Regions from separate parts of the Mus musculus genome. Here region 1 is linked to region 2. Evidence: chromatin contacts called from public promoter capture Hi-C data. All regions are on one chromosome and are shown on one strand. Each heading gives the region's core, a stretch centred on a gene start, on an enhancer-like site or on the middle of the called end of the contact. The rest is flanking DNA. Distances are from core to core; before and after follow the strand shown. Region 1 holds the start of Slc7a15 (solute carrier family 7 (cationic amino acid transporter, y+ system), member 15). Region 2 holds the start of Ldah (lipid droplet associated hydrolase).

What was found. Capture Hi-C pulls out chosen DNA fragments and counts their contacts.
Region 1: a promoter capture Hi-C map of liver shows a contact between it and region 2. The contact joins the promoter of Slc7a15 here to the promoter of Ldah in region 2. A contact is called at or near these places in 1 of 39 promoter capture datasets (neutrophils), 2 of 115 datasets of contacts at active chromatin or transcription factors (effector CD8 T cells and pancreatic cancer cells) and 3 of 9 other capture datasets (adipose tissue, liver and pancreatic islet).

The regions. Positions count from the first base shown.
Region 1 is chr12:8,536,001-8,540,981 of GRCm38.p6, forward strand. It overlaps Slc7a15 (solute carrier family 7 (cationic amino acid transporter, y+ system), member 15), which reads right to left and starts at 3,566. Exons shown (of 6, transcript NM_001038660.2): 1 at 2,787-3,566. The coding sequence starts at 3,545. The region is part of intron 2 of 5033421B08Rik (a long non-coding RNA gene); the gene reads left to right.
Region 2 is chr12:8,205,345-8,209,894 of GRCm38.p6, forward strand. Ldah (lipid droplet associated hydrolase) reads left to right here and starts at 2,782. Exons shown (of 7, transcript NM_001364261.1): 1 at 2,782-2,860. It overlaps Gm33037 (a long non-coding RNA gene), which reads right to left and starts at 2,789. Exons shown (of 4, transcript XR_381233.4): 1 at 2,684-2,789.

The DNA.
Region 1 (4,981 bases), core at 2,316-4,815, 330 kb after region 2:
CAAGAGGTTGGCAGACAGCAGTAGACATACAGAGGGAACAGTGGTGGCATCACCAAAGCTTCCAGGATGAAGAGGGCCGTCACTGGGACTCTCTCTGAGGCTTGGAAATGGCTCAGGGAGATGTGAAGAGGATTTTTTTTTTTAACAAAAGAAAACAGAAGAGAAAGAAAGCTAAAGACCTCACTAGTGTGCTTTGCCATACATAGTATTTGCCCCTCCTGGGAACATCCACTTCTGATTAGCATAGCGGCCTTAAAGAAAGGACAGTTTCCAGAGCTTTCTGCCAGGACTGAGCTCTGCTCATAGAAATTCTTAAAAGTGGAGAGGGACACTGAGAACAAGGCGGCCATCCCGACCTAGCTCAGCTCTTGGCAGTCAGCCTCAGTGTTGATGCTGTCTCCTTCCCTGTGTACCCTGGTACAGTGGCAGGCTCTGTCCTTTCTGCCCTCTGCAGAGCCGTGCCGGGACTCCAGTCTCCTCTCCCAGGAGGTCTTATTTGACTGTTCTGCTGTGTCGGTCCGGTCCACCCTCCCAAGAGGACTATATTGCAAACTAGGGAACATAAAGCAAGCAGGATAGCAACTCTTGTATGTGAGTTCTCCCAGCCCCCTCCAGCCTGAAAATCTGGGACTCCAAAGGAGTTCAAAGGAAAGTTGCCTTGAGCACAGAAGAGGTATAGCAACTACTGCTTTGCCACCCAGGGTGTGGAATGTGGCTCTGCCTAGGCTCACACAAGTCTGCCTGTAGCCAAGGTGTTCTCGTTCTCACGGGCTTTATTGGGATGGCCCTGGCACAGTGAGCACCCAGTATGCATGACCCAACCTCACAGGTAGTCAGGGCAAGAGACACTTTTAAATCTAACCTCTTTCCCAGGTAATGAGCCATGACAACAGTAGAGCCCTGGGTTGGCTCAAAGACATGTTTCTGGCCACTATAGCACACAAAGAATGAGGTCTTCTGATTTCATTCTGAGGGTCCTGAATTCTTCATTCAAACCGTAAGGAGTCTGCATGGTAAGGGTGATCCTGACTTGGTAAAGTTTCTGTAGTTGCTTTGGTGCAGGAGAGGAGAATAAGAAATAAATATACCCTTTCTCTACCCTTCAGAGCAAGTTAAGGAAAAATTTTAAATACTTTGCATTTTGGCTTTGAAACCCCTATCAAGAAAGTCCCAGCTCTGGCAGAGATCATCAAGCCATGGACCATGTGACCCAATACTGTCAATGAATTTTTATTGAAACACAGCTGTGTTCCTGTATTTATCTACAGAAGTTTTCCTGCTACCACAACAGTATGAGTAGTTGCAACAGGAACTAATGAATAGAGGGCCTGAAATCCCAACTCTTGGATCCTTTCTAGAAAAGCTTTTACTTCCTTCAGTTTGAGGGACCCTACTCCTTCGACCTACTGGGAAAGCCCATGGTCTGGCTTGAGAAAGCGGGCTCTACTGCTGAGACAACCCTAAGCATGTGCTACCCATGTACTTGAGAACTTCCCAAGCCGTCTGCCAAGAGTGTACCAATGAATCCTCAGAGCCTGAGGAGTAACTCGGAGCACTTGTTACAACAGTCCCTTTTCACACACAAAGAATTAGGAGAACAAAATTATATGCAAGAAATTAAAAATCACCAGGCATGGTGATATACTCCTGTAATCTCCCGTAAAGACAGGAGGAGTAGAAGTTTAAGGGCATTCTTAGTCACAGAACACGTTCAAGGCCCACCAGGCCTACAACGAGACTCTTGTCTCAAAGAAAAAATAATAATAAAAATAAGAATTAGTCCCTAGGACTTGTAGGCATGCTCTCCCCCTCTCCCTCTCCCTCTCCCTCTCCCTCTCCCTCTCCCTCTACCTCTCCCTCTCCCTCTTCCCCCTCCCCCTCCCCCTCCCCCTCTCTCCTGCCTGTCTCTCCCTTGTCTGTTTCTGTCTCTGCTTTGTTTGTTTCTATCTCTCACTTGTCTTTGTTTCTCTTTCCTCTGTCTCCATCTGTCCCCCACACCCTGTTCTTGTGCTTCTCTCTCCAAGGTGCCCTTCTCTTCTCAATCGCTCCCTCCCCTCCAGTGAGCCTTTGCCAAATCTCTGAAAGCCAAAGTGCCCCTAAGCCAGCCCATCGGGGACAGCAGGGACAGCAGAAGACTTGCAGTTCCCATTCTGTGAGATTTTGAAATTCCTGCAAGGGAAGAAGAAAACAAACAACATCTCAGAAAATATATTTATGGCAAAGATCAGCATGTTAGTCACTGAAGATCCAAATGCCACAGCTGAGTCCTAGGTAGCCCTGAAGACCGGCTAGCACAATGGTTATCCAGGCTAGCTCACAGGTAAGGTGAGGAGGTATGACTGGTTTGTTCCCCATGCCAAAGTGGCTCCCAGGCTTCAGAAACTATGAAGTATCTACTGCAATGTTCTGGAGGAAACCATCCAGGAGGTGGCCAACAGAATCAATAAGAGTGCTGACAGTATGAGTTCAAAATAATTCCCCTCTTGCAGACTTCAGTATTCCCCTGCAAAAAAGAAAAAGTGGGGTGTTGATAGTTAACCTAAGAGGCAGAAAGATGAAACCACAGGTATGATGCTATAAAGTACTCTGCTTATTAAGAAGCCATAGTTAAAATCCCCTAAACTACTCAAGGCAGATGGGCTGCCATACAAGTCCTACGAGCACAGCAAGAGAACCTTGATTCCCATTAGATTGTTCACGACTCAGTTATTTGAGTAGTTGGAACGTCAATTCCCGAAGCTGCAAATGGTCAGAGGTTCACCCACAGAAAAGCACACTAAACTCACCTTTGGATTCTTGAGCTCCTCTATCACTGTGTTGATATTACTCCAGCCATCAAAGGACCACAGCCCCTGGTAGAAAGCCATGCCAATGCGCCCTGCCTGCTGTGTTGTGTTGTGGAAGGCAAACAGCAGGGATTCTGTGGAAGCATGGCCCTGCATCAGCACCACAGCCCCACCCACTACAATGACTAGCAGCGAGAACACTTTGGCAGTCGTGCACACGTTCATCAGCACAGTGGACATCCGTGAGCTCCAGAAATTGATCAAAAGCAGCAGCAGGATGCAAGAAGAAGCCACAATCTTGACTATGACCTGAGGGAGCGAGGAGCAGCCTGGGTAAAAGGGAGCCAGTACATACTCAGCGAAACTCAGCGAAACCGCAGTGATGCCGGCTGGTCTGCCTACCAGAACGTATACGTAGATGACCAGGAAGGCAGGTAGAGAGCCAAAGGTTCGCAAAATGTAGGCATAATCTCCCCCAGACTCAGGAACCAGGCTGCCCAGTTCAGCATAGCACAGGGCACCCAGCATGGCCAGGAGTCCACAGGTTGCCCAGACAATAAGACTGGCTCCAGGACTGCCTATGTAAACCAAGACCCCTTGTGGTGACATGAAGATGCCAGAACCAATCATACAGCCAGCGGTCATGGACACTGCACTCCACAGACCAATCTCCCTCTTCAGCATCAGCCCCGCTGTCCCACTGCCCTGCTCTTGCCCCGCGGGCTTGTTGCTGCCATCTTTCTCCTCACTTCGCTCCATTTCGAGACTTCAGCAGACACTGCCTCTGGTTGTTGACAGGTACAGGCTCTGGTACCTAATGTTCGTGGGTTTCCCGAAGGCATTAATGATTACAGTGCTGGAGGGAGTCCAAACTGAAGGGCAAAGATCCAGGGCGTGGTTTAGAAGGAGCTGATCAAGCGAGTGGTTCACCTCAAGCCTCAGCACAGACTATCTATTGGAGCCACGGGTCAGTGTAACTCAAGAAAGGTCCGGGAGAGAAGGGGTCAGAATCGCTATGGACATGTTGGGTGTGGCTCAGTGACAGGGTGTTTGTTCGGCATGTGCAAGTTCCATCCCCAGCACAGCAGATCAGAGAGAGGGAAGAAAGGAAGTGGGGAGAGAGCAAGAGGAAGAGAGGAAGGGAAGGAGGGAGAGAGGGAAGGAAGAAATTTCTCTTGTCCAGTCCCACAGCAACATTGTTAAATGACACCTGGGTGAGTGTTCTATGTAGGCATGAGGACAGCCAAGCCTCTTCCTTCCTCGAACATCTTCTCCCCCTCCTCCAACCCCCACTGTTCCCTTCTGCCTCTGGCATCTCCCTTCTCCCTTCACGTCACAGGTAGAGCTTGTACTCTTAGCCACTTCCTTCCTTCTTGCCAAGGAACAAATGCCATCCTATCTCTTCACCAGGCCTTCTGGTTCTTCTTTGAACTAGGCTTTATGCAACTGGCTTTAAGACTGTATTGGAATCCTTGTTTCCTGGTAGACTTCCTAAAGATGTTTCAGACTCCCCCAGGTGGTAAATAAACCTGCCTCCATGCATACTAACTAAAGCATAAATTGACAGAGCACATATTTTTAGGATGAGAGTACTAATTTCAAATCCCAGATCTACAGCCTCAAAGTTGTGTGAGAGATTGAACTTCATCTTACTCGCCCATCAGTTAGTGGAGGCTAGCTTGTAGAGATCCTTGAAAATTAACAATCTGAAATAGTTTGGACAGTGTATGAAGCAAAGTAAGTATTTCATCAATGTGGTCACATCCCTTACTCTCTGGACAACTTTCATTAGTTCCACTGGGGAAAAGAGGGATTGGTGTTAAAACCAGGAAGATAAAATATTCAAAGGATATATGTATTTTCATATGTTTGTGTGTGTATATATGTATATATGTGTGTGTGTGTCTATGTAATTAATATTAAATTATATTTAACAAGATTAAATTTCTCCGATCTATGAATAACATTTATTTCAGGATATTGTGTCTAGCTTTTTATTGATCACCCTTTTCCTTTAAAAACACAGTAATAGAACCTTTGGTAATGCTGTTACAGTAAAGGTAAGAAGAACTTACTGGAATTTCGGGTAAAGATGTTGACTCCATAAGTAGGCATAAAGGTACTTAGAGTTTTCTATCAGGCTTCTCTAGCTCAAGCTAGCCACATGAACAACTTGGATCTCAGGAATGTGTCAG
Region 2 (4,550 bases), core at 1,532-4,031:
TGAGTTCTTGGGTGTATGCTATTGTCCTGAGGCCTGAGCGAGGGACTCCTTTTGGAGTCTTTCAGAGTCAACCAAAGCCTAGAGTGCTACAACCCAAGACAGAGCTGGAGAAGTGGCCTATGCCCTTGGGAAGGGTCCAGGTGATCATGTGTGAATCCCAGAGATTGGAACAAGAAGCTGTAAAGTAGAAGTTGCCTTGCATACCCTGTGATGTTAAGAGATGCCAGAGCCATGGGATACTCGCAAAGGAAAGCAGCTAATAGGAAAAAGAACCAGCCCAAGAGAAAGAAGTGTGTTGCAGTCATCAAAGCTGAAAGGAGTCGGGACATCAGACATGGAGATGCCGGGTTTGGAGTTTGCCCAGATGGTTTTCTGTCTTGCTTTGGTCCAGTATTTCCTCACTATGACATTTTGGAATGGTAATATATATTCTGTGATGTTGGAAGTATGTGATCGGTTTTTGGATTTTGATTTCATAAGGGCTTACAGTTAAGAGGTTGCATAAAACTCAGAAGAGACTTTGAACTTTGGACTTTTAAACATCATTGATTCTGTGATGGCCTTTGTTGACTTTTGAAGTTGGACTAAATGCATTTTGCATTTTGTTACTGCTGCCAGCCTATGGAGGCCAGGGAGTGAAATGCGATGGTTTGAACAGGTTTAGCCCCATGGACTCATGGACTCTGAACCTGTAAGCCAGCCCCAATTAAATGTTTTTCTTTATAAGAGTTGCCTTGGTCATAGTGTGTCTTCACAATAGAACCCTTACCAAGACAAGCTGGCCTACAGACCAGAGATTTAGTCCTTTATCATCATGGTGGAAAGCATGGTGACATGCAGGCAGACATGATAATGGAGAGGTAGCTGAGAGTTCTACATCAAGAGCAACAGGGAGCAGGAAGTGAACTGTGAGCTGACAGGCCTTTTTTAACTTCTCAGATCTCAAAGCCCTCCCTGTAGAAATGAACTTCCTCCAACTAAACCCTACCTACTCTGAAAAGGCCACACTTCCTGATGTTGTCATTCCCTATGAACCTATAGGAGCCATTTTCTTTCAAACTATATTCCACTTCCCAGGCCCCTTATTCAAAGCCATCTTCACCAGATTTCTGTCGTTAATGGTTTCCTTCACTGCCTAAGCTTGGCTGCCTTAGAACTCACTCTGTAGACCTGGCTGACTTTGAATGCAGAAATCTTCCAGCCTCTGCCTCCAGAGAGCATCCTATTCAGCTACTTATATAAGCTACAACAGTCATAGTCTGCCATGTAGCAAAGTGAACATTGTGTGCAAAAATATGACAACTTAGTAAGAACATGTATATTCCAAAAGTAGATGGCCCAGAGAAAACATGAAGAATACAGAAACTGCTGCAAGTAACCTGAGCCTAGCTCTCCTAACTAACTGTGGGAAAGTCAGTTTCTTCGCACCTCATTTTACACTGCAGTTAACAGAAATAATCTCTGGCCAACTATAAAGTCTGAATTGCTTCAGTTATTTCTGGCACAGGTTCAGTGAAATCAGAAACATAAATCACCTAGATGCTACATCGTAGATGCATATCCAAGAATTAAAAGAAATCCTGCACCAATGCATTCTGTCATGTAGTCTATGGATGAAAGAAGGATGGAACAGATACCCAGAAAGACGCCCTTGATATGTCAGTAGTCCTTTAACAGCATTACTGGCAGGAAATTTACACACATAAAACTGACACCACTTGGTACATATCCTATGGTCACCGTAACATAATCATTTACTTTTATGTATTTATATCTCCAAACTCTAGTGATCACTTGTTAATACTGACCACACTGAAATGCTAAGGGTTTAAAAATTAGTTCATGAAAAACTCTTAACACAATGAATATCTTTTTCTATATTCATTAAATGTTACCTATTGGATGTGGAAAGTAGAAGTGATAAAAAAGGGTTATGAAGATATTTATCGGTTTACATTCCACAGCTAGTTGGATGTTGGTTCAGTAGTTATGAGCACTAACTCCTTTTCCACAGGATTTAGGATTGATTCTCAGCACCCACATGGTGACCCATAGGCTTATGTGGTTCAGGTCCCAGGGAACCCAGTGCCCTCTTCCAGCGTCCATAGGCTCCAGGCTACTAATATACAAAAAGATTTTTAAGTTAAAATATAAGTGATGTTGGTACTATCACCGAGGTGCTGGATACAAGCGCAAAGCTTTTCCATGTGTGATAATTACTATGGGTTTTTTTTTTCTTTCTTTCTAAGTTCCATGCTTCTTCTGGCTATAATACTGCCATATTGGCGACAGTATTTTGGGGGACAGAAATACACTGATTGCCTACAATTGTACCAAGTGTTGAGGATACTATCTTGAAGTTTGTAGTAAGCTGGAAATAGCTCTGGAAGGTCGCATTATCCTGAATATGAAACTGAATACTATATGAAGTTGAATACTAGCACTAAGGTCAGCTGAGAGTCAACTTTCCTGTGATCATGAGTCAGGAATGAAAAGCAACTGGTGGTGGAAGAAAGGAAAAGTGGGCAGATGGGGGGGGGGGGGGGAATGAAAGAACCTCCAAAGAGAGGAAAAACTCGTTTACCAAAACGACAAAGAACAGAGAGCGGGTAAAATTCAGGTGGTATGCTAGAAACGCTCTATGTGCTGCTCCCAGCAATCTCGCTGACTATAAACCACCTACCCATCAAGCTGCCACCCAAACTCTCACACGGGAGATCCTTGCAAAGCGTTCTACGGGTCCCGACTTCCGGGACCGGCGCGGCGCGGCGCTGTGACGTCAGTACAGGCGGAACTTCCGGGTCTGGTGAGGCTTTGCCGAGACGTCGGCGGACGACCCCAATACCTTGTGAGTGGGCAGGTGAGGTGATGCTGCCAGTACTGTGTGGTTTGTCTGAGGAAGGGCACGTGGGCTGCGCATGGGGTGGTGCTAGGATAACTGAGCTGCCATCACCCCGCGTGCACAGCCGCTAGGCCGTGCGGTACGCGATGGCACTACACTCGCCCGACCTGTGGCCAGGTCGCCAGAGGCTCCCTGGGTAAGGATAAGCCAATGCGCTGGCAGCCAGCCTTCTAGAAATAAATCCAAGTCTGCGCTGGGGCTCCCCAGGCATCTGTGGTCGACACTGTCCCTCGTGGATTCTCCTGAGAAATCTGCTGACATTAAAATTACCTTTACCCTTGCATATGATGTGTTGTTTCACTGCTTTTAACTTTTTTTTTTATTTTAGTTTTACAAAATGCATGGCTTCTAATAGTATAGTATACATTTCCCCAGCTTGAGAAGCTCAGCTTCTTGAATCTGTAGATTTATGCCCTTCCCAATTTTGAGAAGTTTCCAGATACTCTTTCTTAAAACGTGTGTTTTAGCCCCACATTGCCTTCTCTGAAACTCTAGTTGCATGAATTTTAGGTCATTTGTCATTGTAGTACAAGTCCCGGGGCTACTGCTGAGTTTTTAGACTGTTTCCCACCAATTCAGGTTTGTAAATTTTGTGGATCTATCCACGTTCTCTCATCTCGTTCTTTGTTGATACTACTCTGCTGATAATCCACCCCATAAGTTTTGTTCTTTCAATTATTACTTTTAAATTCCTTGCTCTTGTTTCTTATATAATATTTATGGTAGCTTCTGACCTTTAGTGTGCTCTTACATTTTTCTGGGCTTTGCTGTCTTCTTAGAAGAATATTTTAATCAAGCTCTTTCTTACTTTGGGAAACTATTACATTCCAGGTGCCTTCAACATTTTTCTAAACTACTTTGATGAAGAAGTTGGAATGTTAGTAGGAGAGACTTTTAAGATCATCATGGGCAAAATATCAGGTCACTTTTTCTGAAACGTTGTATTGTATGCCTGTGTCATAAAGGGTCAATATGCTTATCAGTGTGTTGTGAGCTAATGCTATGTGACTAGTGAGGTGAGGTCCTAAGAGGTGAGGCAACTTTGTTCTCAACCTCAGGAGGCAGCCTACATGCACTGCAAGAACCTATTAAAATTGGCCATGTGAAAAGATTAAATATGAATTAAATATAAGATTATGTGTTCAACCTATTTTTGTTTTAGAGCATTCATTGTTAAGCTTATCAATAAAGGTACTTCCAGATGACCCCTGTCCCAGTGAACAAGTCAAAGCCAGCTGTTGAGTTTTTCTTAGCTAACTCTACTTTGGATTGTTCCAAAACTGCCTGTGCTGTACTCTATAAATTTCTAACCCACACAATCTGTGAGAATATAACATATCTTCAGGTATTAAGTTTTATGGTGGTATGTCATGTACCAAGAATAAATGAAATCCCTTGTATTTTCTAGGAACCTTTTATTTATTTTTTTTTAAAGATTTATTTATTTACTATATGTAAGTACACTGTAGCTATCTTCAGACACTCCAGAAGAGGGCATCAGATCTCATTACAGATGGTTGTGAGCCACCATGTGGTTGCTGAGATTTGAACTCAGGACCTTTGGAAGAGCAGTTGGTGCTCTTAACCGCTGAGCCATCTCTCCAGCCCCCGGAACCTTTTATTTTTTTAAACTGTAACAGCTATCAGC